Regions from separate parts of the Bombyx mori genome. Here region 2 is linked to region 1. Evidence: chromatin contacts called from public Hi-C data. All regions are on one chromosome and are shown on one strand. Each heading gives the region's core, a stretch centred on a gene start, on an enhancer-like site or on the middle of the called end of the contact. The rest is flanking DNA. Distances are from core to core; before and after follow the strand shown.

Region 1 (3,823 bases), core at 789-3,288:
GAGAAAGTCTCAGTTAATGAACACCATTTTACTGAGATTATATTTAATCCCATATCATCTCATTTCATTTCATGCCATGAAACATTTATCATATAAATACACTTAAATATAAAAGATTAGGCTGTATGGTGTGACGCCTTTGCCTTTCCAGTTGGAAAAATAAAACTACTACTACTTAAAACAATATGATTTTTTGATTGTTTAATTGTTTTTTTGTAGGAATCGACGTAAGAAATGCGAGATTCCGGCTTCTGTCATATTTGACAGATGTCAAAGAAACTGCTTAACTTGCCTAACTGCCTAACTTGACGTGCTTTTGGTTCGACCTCACGTCTCAATGTTGGGTCGTTCGCGTCGTGACGTATATGGACTGGGGCATCGACTTCACACCACCTGTCTACCCATCCGTGCGAGATTTGAATCGCGTATAATAACTGACTCGACCTTGTGATCCTAATGCTGACGTAAAATACATCTATTCCTAGTTTTTTTTTAATTATATATTATCTAGACTACTTTATTTTGTACACAATAGTTAATGACCAAACTATTCAGAAACATTTTTAAACTTCCCCTTATATTTAAGCTTCGCTTTGTCAACTTAGAAAAAAAATTAACAAATACTTTGACAAACGTCAAAGCTGTCAAACACGAACCATCGACAACGATTTTTCGGCAAACACTTTTTTTAAATTTTAAAGAAACAGTCCCGGTACAGCTTCCCTTAACCATATCCCACAGTCGTTGCTACATCGTCACTTATGCAAATTATGTATTTTTTTTTCAAGAGAGCCCTTTGAAAATTGAACATCTTATTACAATTAAATAGTTCTTCTCGACTAATGAAATGAAATTATTATAATATAAAAACTACAACTTTAAAACTTCATCAGTAAAAGCAAACCTCTCACTAATAACTGAGACAAAATGTATTTTCTTAAACTCAGTTCAGTTTGAACATAAATTTTGCATAAGTGACATTATTATTGGCATTATATATGCGGTATATGAAATTTTCGATATCACCACACAGACACACACAGCGAAAAACGTGTATATCTATAATGTCCCAAACAAAGTTCTATATAGGATCTTCAGAGTTGGGCAATAAAACCGAATCGTTAGGTCGTTCGGACTCGCCTCGTGGACTCGAGTTTTAGAGCGAGACGACCGACTATCGCTGTCTCTATCTCTGTGACGTCAGCATCGGAGAGGCCAAGCTAACAGAACTAGCATCATTGATGATGATCTGATGATGCAGAAAGTTGTACCTTTTTTTTGATTGCTTAGATGGGTGGACGAGCTCACAGCCCACCTGGTGTTAAGTAGTTACTGAAGCCCATAGACATCTACGACGTAAATGCCCCACCCACCATGAGATATAAGTTCTAAGCTCTCAAGTATAGTTACAACGGCTGCCCCCGCCTTTCAAGCCGAAACGCATTACTGCTTCACGGCAGAAGTAGGCAGGGTGGTGGTACCTACCCGCGCGGACTCACAAGAGGTCCTACCACCAGTAAAATCTGAATACCTGAATGGCGCCGGTCGGACTACTACCAGCCTAGGGGACTATAGGCTGTGCGATATCGGTGATGAGAGCGGAGACACTTTCTCCCTCCTGCACTGATTCGAGGAGTTGAGGGTGCCGGACCAGTCCGCCAGCTGGGACGAGGGGCGGTAGAACTTCGAAGACGTCTTATTGAAAACCGGCAGTAGTTCGTTGGCTTCGTTCGTTAGAGCCTGGTGGTAACGGTTAATATGATTTTAATGATATATATATACATATAAATAAAATTGAAGTGTCTGTTTGTAATACTGTTTTGCGGTAGGCAGAGACTTGGCTCTGCCCCTGGCATTGCTGAAGTCCAAGGGCGACAGTAACCATTCACCATCAGGTGGGCCGTATGCTCGTCTGCCTACAAGGGCAATGAAAAAAAGACCATCTTAGCATTTTATCGCCTGTCACTTGATGGGGACCGGCTTGAGTCGCCCATTCACAAGGAGAGGGTGGGATGAGGGAGGGTTGGTCAGCTACTGTCCTTAGTGTCTGGTGTACCTTGAGGTAGATGACGGCGTCCGTGCCGTAACCCTCGCACGATACCAGCACCAGGTCGCCGTGGAAGTACCGCGCGTACAGGCGAGAGATGGGCAGCCCGTATCCGTAACCTGCGAGATCAACGCACTGATTAGATATAATATGAAGCCGTCTTGGGGCTTGAGACGTGAGGTCGAAGAACTGTGTCTACAATTTTCCAGTTCATTTCTGATTTTAACAACAGATGGCAGATGGAAGTGGTTACTGGAGCCCATAGACATCTACAACGTAAATGCCACCACCCACCTTGAGATATAAGTTCTAAGGTCTCAGTATAGTTAGAACGGCTTATCCACCCTTCGAACCGAAACGCATTACTGTTTCACTGCAGAAATAGGCAGGGTGGTGGTACCTACCCGCGCGGACTCACAAGAGCTCCTACCACCAGTGCAAGTTGTTGTGCTGTTTTGATTGATATTGACAGGGTCGTCGACCTATGCTGCGTGACGTAAGAGGGTCTAGCTTACCCGCTAGCGGCACCGTGTGCGAGTCGGACTTGGAGGGCTGCGGCGCCGTGCTGTACATGTACTTGAACAGAAGCTCCGACACGCTGCGCGGGATGCCGCCGCCGCGATCAGACATCTGCAACAAGGGGACGGATTAGCGCTTCGCCAGGGGGGACCGCCGCTGACACTGGGGGACCGGGGTAGGGGGCCGCCCTTGACACTCTGGGGGGAGGGGACCGCCCTGACTCTCAAGGGGACCGGGGGAGGGGGCCGCCTCTGACACTCTGGGGGACCGAGGGGTGTATGACAAATGAACCTTCACGACGAAGGTCCTCTTAGCACATTGGGTTAGTGTTTACTGTCCATGCAGGCAGACGAGCATACGGACACCTAATGATGAATGGTCCCCGTCCCTGGACTAACGGTACACTTTTCCTTTGTTGCGATCTGTTGCTCGTGCCTATGTTTAATATTGTTCTTTGGACTTCCTACAGCTTTATCTGTGCCTTCTGTTGCTCCGTACTTTCTCCTTCTACTTCTCTTTCTCCTTCTAAATATACTGTGCAAATAGGAAATAAACTGCCTATCCTATTACGGACTCCTTAGTGTGAAACTGGTGACCCTACGAACTGTTTTTAAAATCAATAAAAAAATACGTTTCAGTTTTCTTTGCTGACGCTCCTTCGATTTGTGGCACACAAAGGCGCCTGTCTGTAGGAGTCACCACCGTCCTATCTACCTCTGCCACGAAGCAATATACTCGAAACTTCAATTACAAAAGTAGCATCAGATTATGATGTCCATGGACCACGGCGAGCCCGTAACACCGTAAACCAGTTTCTGCAATAAACTAAGACCCTTCATCCGTATGTGCCTTGCGTGCGTTCACCTTAACGGATATGTCCTCTTTCCCGTTGACGAGGTTAACTTGTATCGGCGGTGGGGCGGTGCCGTGGTTCTCCATGACGGCCCTCATGGCATTCTTGAATAGCTCAAACAGCATGTGGTAGAGGTGCGAGGGCACATACACTATGGGCATCGGGCGCAGACTCGACACTGGAACAATCGTTATAGGATATTCACAGGAGCCTTTCTTCTGCTTAGATAGGGAGACGATTAGGGCTTTTTTACTGAAAGTTTCTAATACAATTTTTTATTTATTTCCGCACGGCACGTCAAGTATAAAAGTTAAAAAAATCAAATAAAGTCAAGAGGTCAACGCCGCAGTTAAACTCTTGTCCGCCTCATAGATGTCCGTACCTTTTGCATTCAATACTTTGCT
Region 2 (3,823 bases), core at 385-2,884, 42 kb after region 1:
AAGCTATATAGAACTCTTCATCGGTCACGAATAGTCCTAACGTTACCATCTTTCTCTCCATCATCCTCTATTCATCAAGTATGGTATGGTAAGGCCATACGGACTTAGACCAATATCCAGAATTACTGAGCGAATGATTGACGCATGCTTTTGAATGGTCTGAAAACCGTCATGCCAGACTTAAGACTTTGACCCCATGTCTCAAAAGTATAAACTTTTTTTGCCTCTGCGGCTCCTTACGCCAACTATGACATAAATAGCCATACTTAATGCAACTTTTTTTAAATCACACACATTATAAACATTGCAACTTGTAGCGTCAACACAACCACGTGATTATCTTGTTAGCAAACGTTCACTCCCTTGAGTCGTCCCGCAGAGGTCACACGAAGTATAATATATACGTGAAGCATTTTACTGGGTCGAGTTAAATGTATGAGGAAAACGTGTTATCTTCCGTAAGGATGTCAACAATCATACAGCAAATAAGGAAAATGTACGTTTCTTTGATAGGGGGTCGATAAGTTACGTCTAAACCGGTTTGGTTATGCCTACCCAGGCTCGAGAAATCTTGGCTTCATTGAATTGCGGCTATCCTAACCTTTAAATGGCCACAGTCTGACAATCTAACATAAAAGAACAGTAGATTTTTTAATAGTAATGTCATCATTCTGTTCAACGACTAATAATGCTCTGCTAGTATTGGGAAGACAAAAGCGCAGGTCAGACCATACTCTTATGTTCTCGACACGGATTTTTCTATGTATTTGGTCTTATATTATGATTTTTCGTATACATTCTATATTCGATCTATCTATCTATTCTTTTTTTTTTCCTGAGAGGCTATATCAGCGTCGCCTTAACTAGTAAGTGAGCTCACGGGGCTCAAATCTGATGACGTTGCTAACACTAACCCTAGCAAAAAGAGTGCTTCGCAGAATCTGCCACCGGATCAGAAACGCGACCCACTGAGAAGATCCGGCGAGAACGATGACCGGGTCCTTCTCTGGTAGAATACATTATTTGTCCAACCTATGTGCTTATTTGATTTTTTACAAAACCGATACACGAGTGTGGCGGTAGCCATCTTAGTACACAAGATATTTGACAGGTACCTGAATCTCGCTAACAAGGTTTTCAAGATAAGCTTACGTATATACAGGTTCCGAACAACAACATTTGGGCTGTTGGTGTACAGAGAAATTTCAAACGCGCGGTGGAGGAACTTACCGTTTGTGTTGACCTTCCAAATTGGTTACATTTCATTTTTATATATTCTGTCTATTTGTTTGTCCAGGATAAGTTCCCAAGCATTTGAACTATTACGACTTTCATTTAAAGCTTATTCGTTCTCCTCGGAGAAAAATGTAGGCTTTTTCATTCTTATTTCTGTACTAAATATTGAAAACCAGTATACTTTCTTGAAAATCTATTTTGCTTCATCGAAAATTTGCAAATCATTTACCGAATCACAAATAACACGGGCATTATTATACATAGAATTACGAAAATAAGCTTTATTTCTGACGACAAAGAATCTATTTCTGTTTTACTGTCTGATTATAACACAGGGCTTTTTGGTTCTAGATTGGTTCCGAGCGTGTGCATTTGAACATAAATTTGTATATCGCGCAGTTGCAGTGACGCGTGCGCCATATCTCAGATTAACTGCGCACGAACTTGGTAATACACCACGTGTAGGTCCAGGGTCGAGTGAATAACATAAAAGCATGGTGAATCTCAACTGTCTCCTCCTCCTCGCGTCGTTTCCTCTCTGCTGAAGGTCGTGACCATTATATGTCGACAGGATTTTGCTTCTTGAAATGTCCCGCCAGCGCCTCCGATCATTGGCCGCATGAAGAGCGTCGTGGAATGGGATCTCGAGTGTGGTGCGGATTTGGTCGAATCACCTTGTCGGACTGCGCCTGTAGTCCCAACTGTAGGGTTTGCAAAAACGGTTTCCAAAAAAGACACCTTGTTTGATCTTTATCTGTTCCTAAGCCAAGCCCTTCATGCTATGAAACTTGGTCAGTTGTTGGGACTCCAAGGAAGGTTATAACAGTACCATTGTGTTACGAAAGGTGACGCAGGAGTAGTTTCAAGAAATCGATGCTTTTATACAATCACCGTGACCGGAATTTGTTACTTGAAATTATAAACGTTACAGAGCAGTGTTTTCATTACATGAGTTTAGCGGTTGCTATCATAAACTAGAAGATATTTGACAAACGTCCTTGATATTTCAAAATCGGTTTGCATATATCCAACTTCCAATCATTAGCAAGCAGTCTGCCGATCTATTTCGGTGGCAGATCTTCCCTTTGTCATTATCCTCATCATTCACTCATTATATCCCAATCATCAATTATTGTATGTCCCTAACTAGGTTCAAGTTTGGTTAATTTATAGCCATGAGGCTATGCAAGCTTTTTTTTTTATAGTGGCGAAATTTACCAAAAGGGATTCAACAAAGACGAAAGCAAGCCCTATAAAGAGTTTCTCTACGTTCACATTGGCCGAGTCTTGGCCAACATGTATTGCCAGATTTACTATACTGTATTTCATCAAACAATATAATAGTTTCGAGATAAGATCTATCAAGAGAATCCTGTTTACTGTACTTTGTACTTTTGATAAAGTTTAAGAGGCATTGTTTATCTCGACGCCTTTGTTTTAAGATCAAATCATACTTATCATTAATGGCATGTTAGAAGTGGTGGCATATTGTGGGCTTGGTACCGAGGCTTCAACCCGATAGCTCAAAGTGGGCATGGCAGTTGTGTTGTGACGTGTATCAGTTTTTATGTATAGGAACAAGGAACTCTTAGGCTCGTAATATCAAGCGTAGTTTAAAATATCTTAAAGATTAAGCGGTTCAATCGCTGGATCGATTCCGGATCAAATCATGAGATTGGGTCTGAGCTGTTTTTTTCAAAATGGCCACTTGAAATCAACAGCTGCTGTTCTAAGACCGATTTCGTTGACCAAAACTGCGTTGTGCAAGGCTCAAGGAAATAAAAACAAACAAACTGTTGAATTCTTTCTGTCTGCTGTAAAAAAAAACAATTCTCCTGTCTTATATACATTAGTTTTTTCAGCTTGAAAGCCGTAAAAATTGAAAAGAATGGAACACAAAATATTGCCATACGTGAAAATATCATCTTAGTTTAGCTAAACTAGGTTTGTTTTCGTATTGATATTACGAAAGAAGTATAGTGATTATACCATGGTACAAATTTGAACTAAGTTTTGTTAATCTTTGGTTCTATACCACGATTGATATATCGGGCCTCCAAATTCTGCCCGGAAAGCATATAACTTATGCGACAGCATAACATGCACTCAACACATGCACGCTTCGAGATGCCAATATAGTCGAGTTCCCAAGGGCGAATGAAAAATGGACGTAAAGTGAATATTGGCGCGACGCCATATTTTTGTCGTAGGTCAATGCTACTGTATAACTGTTGAATAAATATAAACGTTATTACTTCCTGTGTTCGTTGAAATTTGGGTGAATTTCGCCTTTGTTTAAAGTGCGCATTGTCTTTTTGTTTTGATTGCGAGATGTAAAAGCGCCCTTTTTTGTTCAGAACCTCGATAATTAACTTTAGTTGAATACAATTAATTGGCTTGCAGGAGCTGGACGAGAGAAGCCAAGGATCGTGCTCAGTGGCGGGCAATTGGAGATGCCTATGTCCAGCAATGGACTGTTATAGGTTGATGATGATTAACTAATTATTATATGATAATTAACTAATTAATTTTACTGAGAAAAAATCATGCACAATCATCCTGCTTAAAATTACGATTCCGTTATGGG

The links. Hi-C and Micro-C count contacts between places; a contact is called where the count stands out from the background.
Region 2: a contact with region 1 is called in a Hi-C map of midgut, with 2.3 times the contacts expected there. The contact joins two enhancer-like sites. A contact is called at or near these places in 3 of 7 Hi-C or Micro-C datasets (midgut, posterior silk gland and whole pupa).

Annotation. Positions count from the first base shown.
Region 1 is chr2:1,520,058-1,523,880 of ASM3026992v2, forward strand. Pdk (pyruvate dehydrogenase kinase) reads right to left here. Exons shown (of 9, transcript NM_001114643.2): 6 at 3,431-3,597; 7 at 2,563-2,677; 8 at 2,057-2,166; 9 at 1-1,740. The coding sequence ends at 1,570. Among protein-coding and RNA genes, the nearest start is that of LOC101739633, 8.7 kb to the left of the region's middle. Within about 2 kb of position 2,039, at least 4 of the 8 cell types and tissues checked have open chromatin away from gene starts, as enhancers often do.
Region 2 is chr2:1,562,052-1,565,874 of ASM3026992v2, forward strand. All of the region lies in intron 1 of Pdk (pyruvate dehydrogenase kinase), which reads right to left. Among protein-coding and RNA genes, the nearest start is that of Pdk, 16 kb to the right of the region's middle. Within about 2 kb of position 1,635, at least 5 of the 8 cell types and tissues checked have open chromatin away from gene starts, as enhancers often do.